Regions from separate parts of the Triticum aestivum genome. Here region 2 is linked to region 1. Evidence: chromatin contacts called from public Hi-C data. All regions are on one chromosome and are shown on one strand. The core of a region is the stretch at or near the end of the contact, and the rest is flanking DNA. Distances in the headings are between cores, read along the strand shown. Region 1 overlaps LOC123121543 (protein ENHANCED DISEASE RESISTANCE 2-like). Region 2 holds the start of LOC123121554 (auxin response factor 22).

Region 1 (3,680 bases), core at 129-2,628:
CCCGTGATACCGAATCTTCAGAGGTTCAAGCTTCTGCAAAAAACAAGTAATGACAAATCTTAGGGCATGTAAATTTCAACTAAAGGCAAATTTGCAAAATATTTAGATTACTCATTATTACCTTATCCTTCTCGCGCATCATGTAGGCCCGGTGTTGCACGTCGTAGACATCGTCCAGAAGCCAAACCATCCTTACAATTTCAAACAATAAACATATAAAAGTTCATCTTCATCTCAAATATCGGTATACACTAAACATATAACATGTGTTCAACTACAAGAATCTCAACATCTCCTTCTCACACAAGGAATATGTCATATGTGTTCAAATAAACTAAACATCTAATATTTCAAATAAACTCAACATCTAATATTTGAAATAAACTGAACATCTAATATATATCTAAACAAACTTCTCATATATGTCTACAAAAATCAACATCTCATAGTTATCTATAAAAATAGGCATCTCATATATATCTAAAAAAACTAAACAATCTAGGGTTTCAACAAACAAGAATCATATATTATGAACTAATAAATAACACTACGGTACTACCAATATGAATACACATCCTAAATCGAGCAAACCAAACAAATCAAGGGTTCCATCAAATCATGGACAAATCTCTAGAATGGCAACAAATTTACGGAGCAAAAGAAAGAGAAGGGAAGAGTTTACCTAGTAGGATGGATTGGGGATCGAATCCACGGATCAAATCTTCAGATCTGAGAGGGATGTGGGGGGATTAGATGGGGGCGCCGCCGCCGCCGCTGCTCTCTGTCCAGAGAGCGGAGAGATGAAGAACTGCCTGGTCGGGCTGGGGCGGCCGCGCTTAAGTCACTGTGCAGCGCCCAAGGGCTAGGCGCTGCACGTCAACGTGTGGCGCCTAGCTCGGCGCTGCACAGGTGCGTGTGGGGCCGCAGCTGGACCAGGGCTGCCACGCTGGCAGGATGTGCGACGCCTAAGGGAGAGGCGCTGCACAGTAGGGTGCGGCGCCCAGCTGTCGGGCGTCACACCGAAGGATCAGCAGAGTGAAATTTTTTTGAAAGCAGGTCAGTTTGTGAATTGATTTCTGCCTCAGGTCAAATTTGTGATTTCTGCCGCAAGCGACGCACCATCCTCTGCTCGGAAAGCGCAGGCTCGAAGCGGGCGAAGGAAGAGGACGTTCACCTGTCACGTCCACTGCTGCTACAGCTGCAGCGTCAGCGATGCAGCGTTTGGCGGCCTGCACGGTTAGGAAAAAAGAAAAAAGCTGAGCTAGCAGGCACAGTGACCCCTGATTTCCGATCACGATGTAGCTGCTGCTGCTGCGAACTGGTTGCTACGATGACACCCATCATTTTCACGCCCCACTGCTGCCCTGTCCTTTCTCAATCTCTGGTCAGGACGCAAGAGATGCCAGCTCCACTACCTACACCACCTGCTTGTTCCTTCCGGCTCAAGTGATGATAACAGAAAAGTGAAGCGTGTGGTCCTCGACCTCCTCGAGTGAGTGACCAACTGCACCATGATACGGGAATTCCCGATGATTATCACTGCGTCGTTGGTGTTGGGCTTGGGTCGAGTCCCTTTCGATTCGGTACGAGTGTCTGTCTGGAGGGACAGTCCTCGGATATAATCATGGCCAGTGTAATCACTCTCAGGTGAAGGGTCAACGTCCAGTAATGGGTTTGCTTTGGTGGTGTTGGATCTGAACATCTGACGATCTCTGATCCGATCCCAGATTAGATTCCAAGTGAAGGACACGAGGTCAGGGTTAGAATACACTTTCCTTTTGTCTCAGTTTTTACATGATGAATGAAATGACGAGTTGTCGGCCAAAGAATGGGAGCAAGGCTTTGCATCATACTAGTAGTACACTGCCATCATCAATCAATCAATACACCGCAACACCTCCTATTTGCAGGAGGAGAAATGAATGTACACTGCTGCGGCAAATCCCCCACACTTTTGCGAGCGGCAAGGCAGACAAATGAGTGTATGGCGGTTGGACACGGGGAGTAGCTTGAGCCTTTTCGGCTTTGATGTGCTGTACTCAGGCTTCGAAAGAGAATTGGGGTAACCTGACACCTCCTTGACCTTGAGAGGTCAGGTCAGGTCAGCATTCGTCTAGCGATACAGCTTTGGAGGCGTCGAGATAATTAAGTCGGCAGGTGCCTAGGAGGAACTCCGGGAGCTCTTCTTGCGTGTTGCCCTGCATGAGGCAAAGGAAGAAACCATGCTTACTCATCACATCTGTTATCGATCTTGAGTAGAACAAGAGCATCTGTAACAATTTGGTAAAGTTATCCGACGGCTATTACCTGTACCAAGAAGGCCATCTCAATCACCAGGTTGTTCAGGTACCCAAGCACAAGGCTCACCACACCTCGTGCCACTGTTGACGAGCCTATATCAACTCCAAGCTGAAAAGGTTGCATTTCAAAATGTTGAGAACCTGAATATCGCAATTGTACGTACTGGCACTAAACATACTCTCATTAGATCATAAGCTATAATGTTAGGAGATAAACCTAAGCCAATTAGTGTTTGGTGACTGCAATGGACCGTTCAACCTATCTTATGGCTAATGAAGACTCATAAACCAAATTAACAGTTAGCTTCCCATAATGGTCCAGTCAGTTTATGGTCCATGGGGAACATGAACTAAAAAAAGTAAACGATAAATAATATTGACAAAGTAAAGCAATCCTTACTACGCGACTGCACCCATTCAAAGAGAACATAGCTGATAGACTGTTTCCTGAATACATAAGTATGCAAAAAAAAAAATATGCCAGCTATGCTGATCTCTGGATAATGGATCATAAAATGAAATGAATAAAGCTGACTATTACTACATATGGCATGCATAGATGTTACCTCCAAATAGTTGCTTCCACGGAAATAATTGATTTCTAGTGCTTGACCAACCAAACAAGCTTTCTTGCCCACACTCTGCTTCACAATCCAAGATCCCTGAATTGACACATTCCGAATTTCCAATCGTAAACCATCACGGCTTTTTGATTAACACCAATCAAGACTTGTAGGAGAAAGGTACCTTTGAGATATAAGGGATGAGTTTGAACCTTGAGTTTCTGAATGTATCATCTCCATTTACAAATCTTTCAAGTAGAGGAACCTTTTCCAATGGGGTATCCATCATATAATACAAAGCTAAGCTGTACGTGGTAGAACCAGGAACCTGTATACCGACCAGGGTTATAAGTAAAAAGGCAAGGTCTAGATGCACACTTATGAAGCCTCGATGCATTCATAAAGCCGAAGAAATCTCACCTGTATATTTACAATGAAGAAAAATTTGCTGCCTCCTTGTGCTGCATATTTCTGCAATAAAAACTTTAATTTTTGTTCCTTCTCATTTGAAGGCAGAATTACTGACTTCGGCAGAAGATACCTGGACTAGCCCGCCAGGACGGCCAGCAAGATCATCCTCACGCTTATCAGATTTTATCCAGTCAGCACCAACCATTTGCATCAATGTATTCTCTGCTTTGATCTGTCAAAGTTACAGATAATTTCATCATTATGGATGGTGAAGCACATGAACCCTGACTATCAATATGCTGACCAGATTAACTAAACATGGCTATCATTGTAACATACAGGATCCCTTATTTCCTGCAGAACAAAGACATGTATCCTAGCCTAATGAATTAGAATAATATCACGG
Region 2 (4,060 bases), core at 458-2,957, 560 kb before region 1:
ATGTCATGTAACTATGCATCTTTATTGAGAAGAAAGGATGGAGTGCAACTATGGATATCATCAGATCGGGCAAACCTGAAGAAGTCTCCATGGTGAATTCGGCCATCTGAGTGGATCGGCAACCTGAACCGAAGATATGGTCCCCATAAACCAGCTGATTCTTGAGGAATCCTCGGTCTCAAAGGCCATCTTGAACCTCATGCCAGGGCACCAGTGGATCCTCATGGCAGCCTGCATCGCCGCGGCCTTGACAACAAACTCCGGCGTGCTAGCTCTCGGGTAGTACACCACCTCAAATGGCTGGCTGTTGGCCGCAAGGGTGGCCGCCTCGACCACATGGTCGATCTTCACCTTCCCCCTGCCCTTGACGTAACCGGCGGGGCCACCATTCATCATCTTGTTCTCCTCGTCCTTGAGGAAGGCCGAGAACCCCCCATACCCTGGCGCGTTCCAGCCGGATATGCACTCCATGCCCCCGCAGGTGACCCGCTTGGCCCGGCGTATTCCGACGCAGAGCTCCCCGTGCTCGGTGCGCAGGAACACGATGGAGTCCCCCGCGACGAGCTTCTTCTGGTTCACGAAGGTGCTCCAGCCCGTGGTGAGCAAATGCCGGCGCGGCGTGCCCCTGTAGATGTGGCGGAACTTCCACACCTCCCCGTGCACGTCCTTGGCGAGCACCGTCTGCACCGGCGGGTCAGCCCTGTAGTCAAGCTTGGGGAAGATGGTCTCGGCGCAGTAGCGCGGCACCGAGAAGCCGCCGCCGTTGTTGGCGTCGGACTGCGTCAGCGTCTTGGCGAAGGAGGCCAGCTTGTCGCGCGCCTCCGCCGGGTCGCCCCCGAGCGGGCCGAGCCCCTCCGGCTCCCGGAACCCCGCCTCGCCGGGGCCGACGGGCACGAGCCGGATCTTGGCGAACACCTCGTCCGTCTCCGGATCAGCCAGGAAGCGCACCCCTGCCACGCAGCAGAGCACGAGCGCGGGAAGCGGACGCGGCCCGACCGCCGCCGCGAGCTCGGCGGCCGCGCTTGCGCCGCCGCCGTTGGCGTGCTCGGCGTGCCCCTGGGGGAAGTAGTAGACGCGCGAGCGCGCCGGCGGCATCTGCACCATGCCGCCCGCGCAGGCGTGCCACAGCTGCGGGTCCAGGCACCTCTCCTCGCCCACCTCCTTCATCTCCACCTAAAACCACCGCCTCGAAATGCGATCACTTGTTCCCGCACAGCAAACCTGGCATCAAATTGCCCTTCGTCAAATTCGCAAACCCCGAAGGAAAACCCAACTCCACACGCAATCAATCCATGGCGAGCACAGCCATGAAAAGAGCAAATCAACATCATGAAAAGCAAGAAAGGCAAGCACCTGTTTGGCCCGCGCGCATGGCCTCCAATTGGCAGATCACGAAAGCTCTGCGAGAGATGTGAACGCCCAGAGCCAGAATAAACAAAGCAGGCAAAGGGAAAAGGGAAATCTACATCAGGCGAAGCCGCCTCCCCTCCCCTCGCCCGGCCCCTGCAACTCCATCCCAAGTTCAAGAACCGCCGCGCCGGTCAAAGCAAAGCAAAACAGAATAAATATCCAATCCTTGGTGTCCGGAACCCAAAAGCCCCGATCTTTTTCCGTGTTCTTGAGGGAGGACGAGGAGGGAGCGCTGCGCTACAGCGGCACAGTGGTTTGGAATTATGGCGAGTTCTTTGGATGTCTTCCCGGCCATTAGATAGATAGAGATAGGGGAGAGGCGCTCGCTTGGCTTGGCTTGGCTGCTGCAGTGGCCGGGCGCCCCAGTGGAGCCGCGGGCCCACCGGATCGCCTGCGCTGGCTCGCACAGCCAACAGCGACGCCCACCAACCGTAGATGACTGGTGGGGCCGGGGCTCGTGGGGCCGGCGTGTCGGTGATAAAGGTGTGGGGCCATGTGGCTGCCTTTTGTGCTGTCGGTGGGCCGCGGCCTTGATGGCCCGGACTAGGAAGTAGGGAGTGGCGACAAGAGCCGAGGGTTTTCGTCTTGTTTTTAGTGTTTCTGAATCTGAAAAGAGGGGGAAATGTTTTTAAAACTCAACAAACAGATAGATTATCTCAGATCTCAACCCATTTATTTGGTCTCGCCGCTCGCTCTTGCGAAACTCGCAGCGTTTTGTTGGTTGGGGTGGGTGGGACCCGGGTGAAAAGAAAACAAAAAAGAACAGTTTTGTCACGCGTGCGATGCGACGCGATGCATGTATATATATCCTCGTCTCATCTGCTGTGAGGGAAGGGAAAGCAGGCGAGGCGACGACACATGATAGTAATAAGCTGTCGAAATTCGGTTGTTTGGGAGAGAGGAGAGGACAAGGAAGCATTTGTGCGCCGCGGCCGTAAGTTGGTGTTGGCAGCGACTGATTGCATGATCCGGAAATGGGCGAATCTTGTGCCTTGTTCGTCTCAACTCCTGTGTCCTCCCTTTCCGGCGCGGGGGCGAACCGATCGCCGGGAATTCAGAGCCAGGGCAACCGACCCACGGAACACCGATTGGGACATGTCGCGGCGCAGCGGCTGCTCTCCCTGTACCCTCTTTTGCGCCACTGCAGCTGGCCACGGACCGCATCTGCATCTGCATGGCTTCCTGCTACTTTTTTTTTTTACACTTGAAACCCAATAGGCTTGCAACTTGGTAGTATATGGTCACTGAAAGTATCTCCACCGTATGGCGTTGGTCCGGAGTCAGGCCAACCACACCACATACTACTATATCAACCAACCCGTGAACTGAAGAAGAAATGGGTTTTGTGACGTGCCAACTCTTGGTGGAGCGCCGTGAAAACGCTGTCCTTGTTTTCTCTCGTCGCCGTTGGATCCAAGAAAAGAGAGCGGGAGGAGGCGCCGTGCGCGGGGTTTGGGGCGATGGATGCCTCCGCGGCCCGAGGCCGCCCGTGCGTGCGCCACTGGCCGACCGCCCAAACAAAAGTCCTCCCCATCCCCATGATCCCATCTCCATCTCGTCTACTCCGGCCACGGCTTCGACCGAGGCGCTGCTCTGTCGATCGATCCCATCGATCGTGGCCTGCCAACGACCCCTCCACTGCTCCTGTCCTCCGCACCACTTACAAAAAAGGAATTGCGAGCATTTGAATGTCACGTCAATTTTAAGGGACGGTTGGGATTTTGAGGTGAGGAGGCGCCGCGCTGCACCACGACAGCGACCTTCCGCGAAGCACTGTTGAGCATTTTCCGTCATGTCCCGCCGAGTACTGTTGACTATACCACATCCGCGCAGTTTTTGGTACTATGCAATCAAACCACCGGATCAACCTCTGCAAAGCCGCGCCGGCCTTCCTTCACCGAACGAGTCTGCATGGTATAATAAGAGCATCTCCAGCCGCACCTTCGGAACGGCCTCCTCATGCGCTTTTTTCGCGCCGGCGCCGAAAAAACGGTCTAGTCGCGCCCCCAGGAGTCTGATGGAGCCTGATTTTCACCGGCCTGGGTCGAAATCAGCGCCGGCGGACCCAGACCGAACCCGGCACGTTGGGGGCGTCCGGGCGAGTGGTTTTGGCGCGAAGCAACCACGGGCCCGCCTACAGGGGCGGACCCAGGAAAAAAATTGAGAGGGGGCAATAATGTATGGCCATATTGATGAATTAGCAAGACAGACAGTCCTTATAAATTAAAACCTAGGTACAATCACTTCATTGTACATGAGATAACCAGATTTATTGCCAAAAGAAATAAAAACTAACAATTTGAAGCAAAATGACTTACATCTTGTTCCTAGTCACAAAAGAGAACATCGACACATTGTCTAACAATCGAACCTACAACCTGCAAGAAAAAAATTATTATCAAACAAGGGGATAATGAAAACATCGAAGGGTGCCTTTATACAAATGAAAAAGAGCTTCTAACACAATCCTTTCGTTTCATACCACGGCGATTTTCACCTCATGAAAATGTTTAACTGCCACTTCATTAGGAAAAAAACTAGCAATTCTTTTTCTAAAAGCTAATATGTTGATCCATCTTCCCAATTGTCATTGGCTTAATCTTCCTAGGATGAGGCTAATATCATTGTGTTGATTGGGATTGTAGTATGC

The links. A called contact is a pair of places that touch in the nucleus more often than the background predicts.
Region 2: a contact with region 1 is called in a Hi-C map of leaf, with 8 times the contacts expected there. The contact joins the promoter of LOC123121554 here to the enhancer-like site in region 1. A contact is called at or near these places in 2 of 5 Hi-C or Micro-C datasets (both in leaf).

Annotation. Positions count from the first base shown.
Region 1 is chr1B:316,675,874-316,679,553 of IWGSC CS RefSeq v2.1, reverse strand. LOC123121543 (protein ENHANCED DISEASE RESISTANCE 2-like) reads right to left here. Exons shown (of 22, transcript XM_044541548.1): 17 at 3,405-3,506; 18 at 3,284-3,334; 19 at 3,048-3,191; 20 at 2,867-2,962; 21 at 2,308-2,409; 22 at 1,758-2,198. The coding sequence ends at 2,103. Among protein-coding and RNA genes, the nearest start is that of LOC123121543, 10 kb to the right of the region's middle. Within about 2 kb of position 1,378, at least 6 of the 8 cell types and tissues checked have an H3K27ac peak or open chromatin away from gene starts, as enhancers often do. A contact at or near this core is called in leaf, where this site is marked.
Region 2 is chr1B:317,232,017-317,236,076 of IWGSC CS RefSeq v2.1, reverse strand. It overlaps LOC123121554 (auxin response factor 22), which reads right to left and starts at 1,707. Exons shown (of 4, transcript XM_044541559.1): 1 at 1,354-1,707; 2 at 67-1,221. The coding sequence starts at 1,167.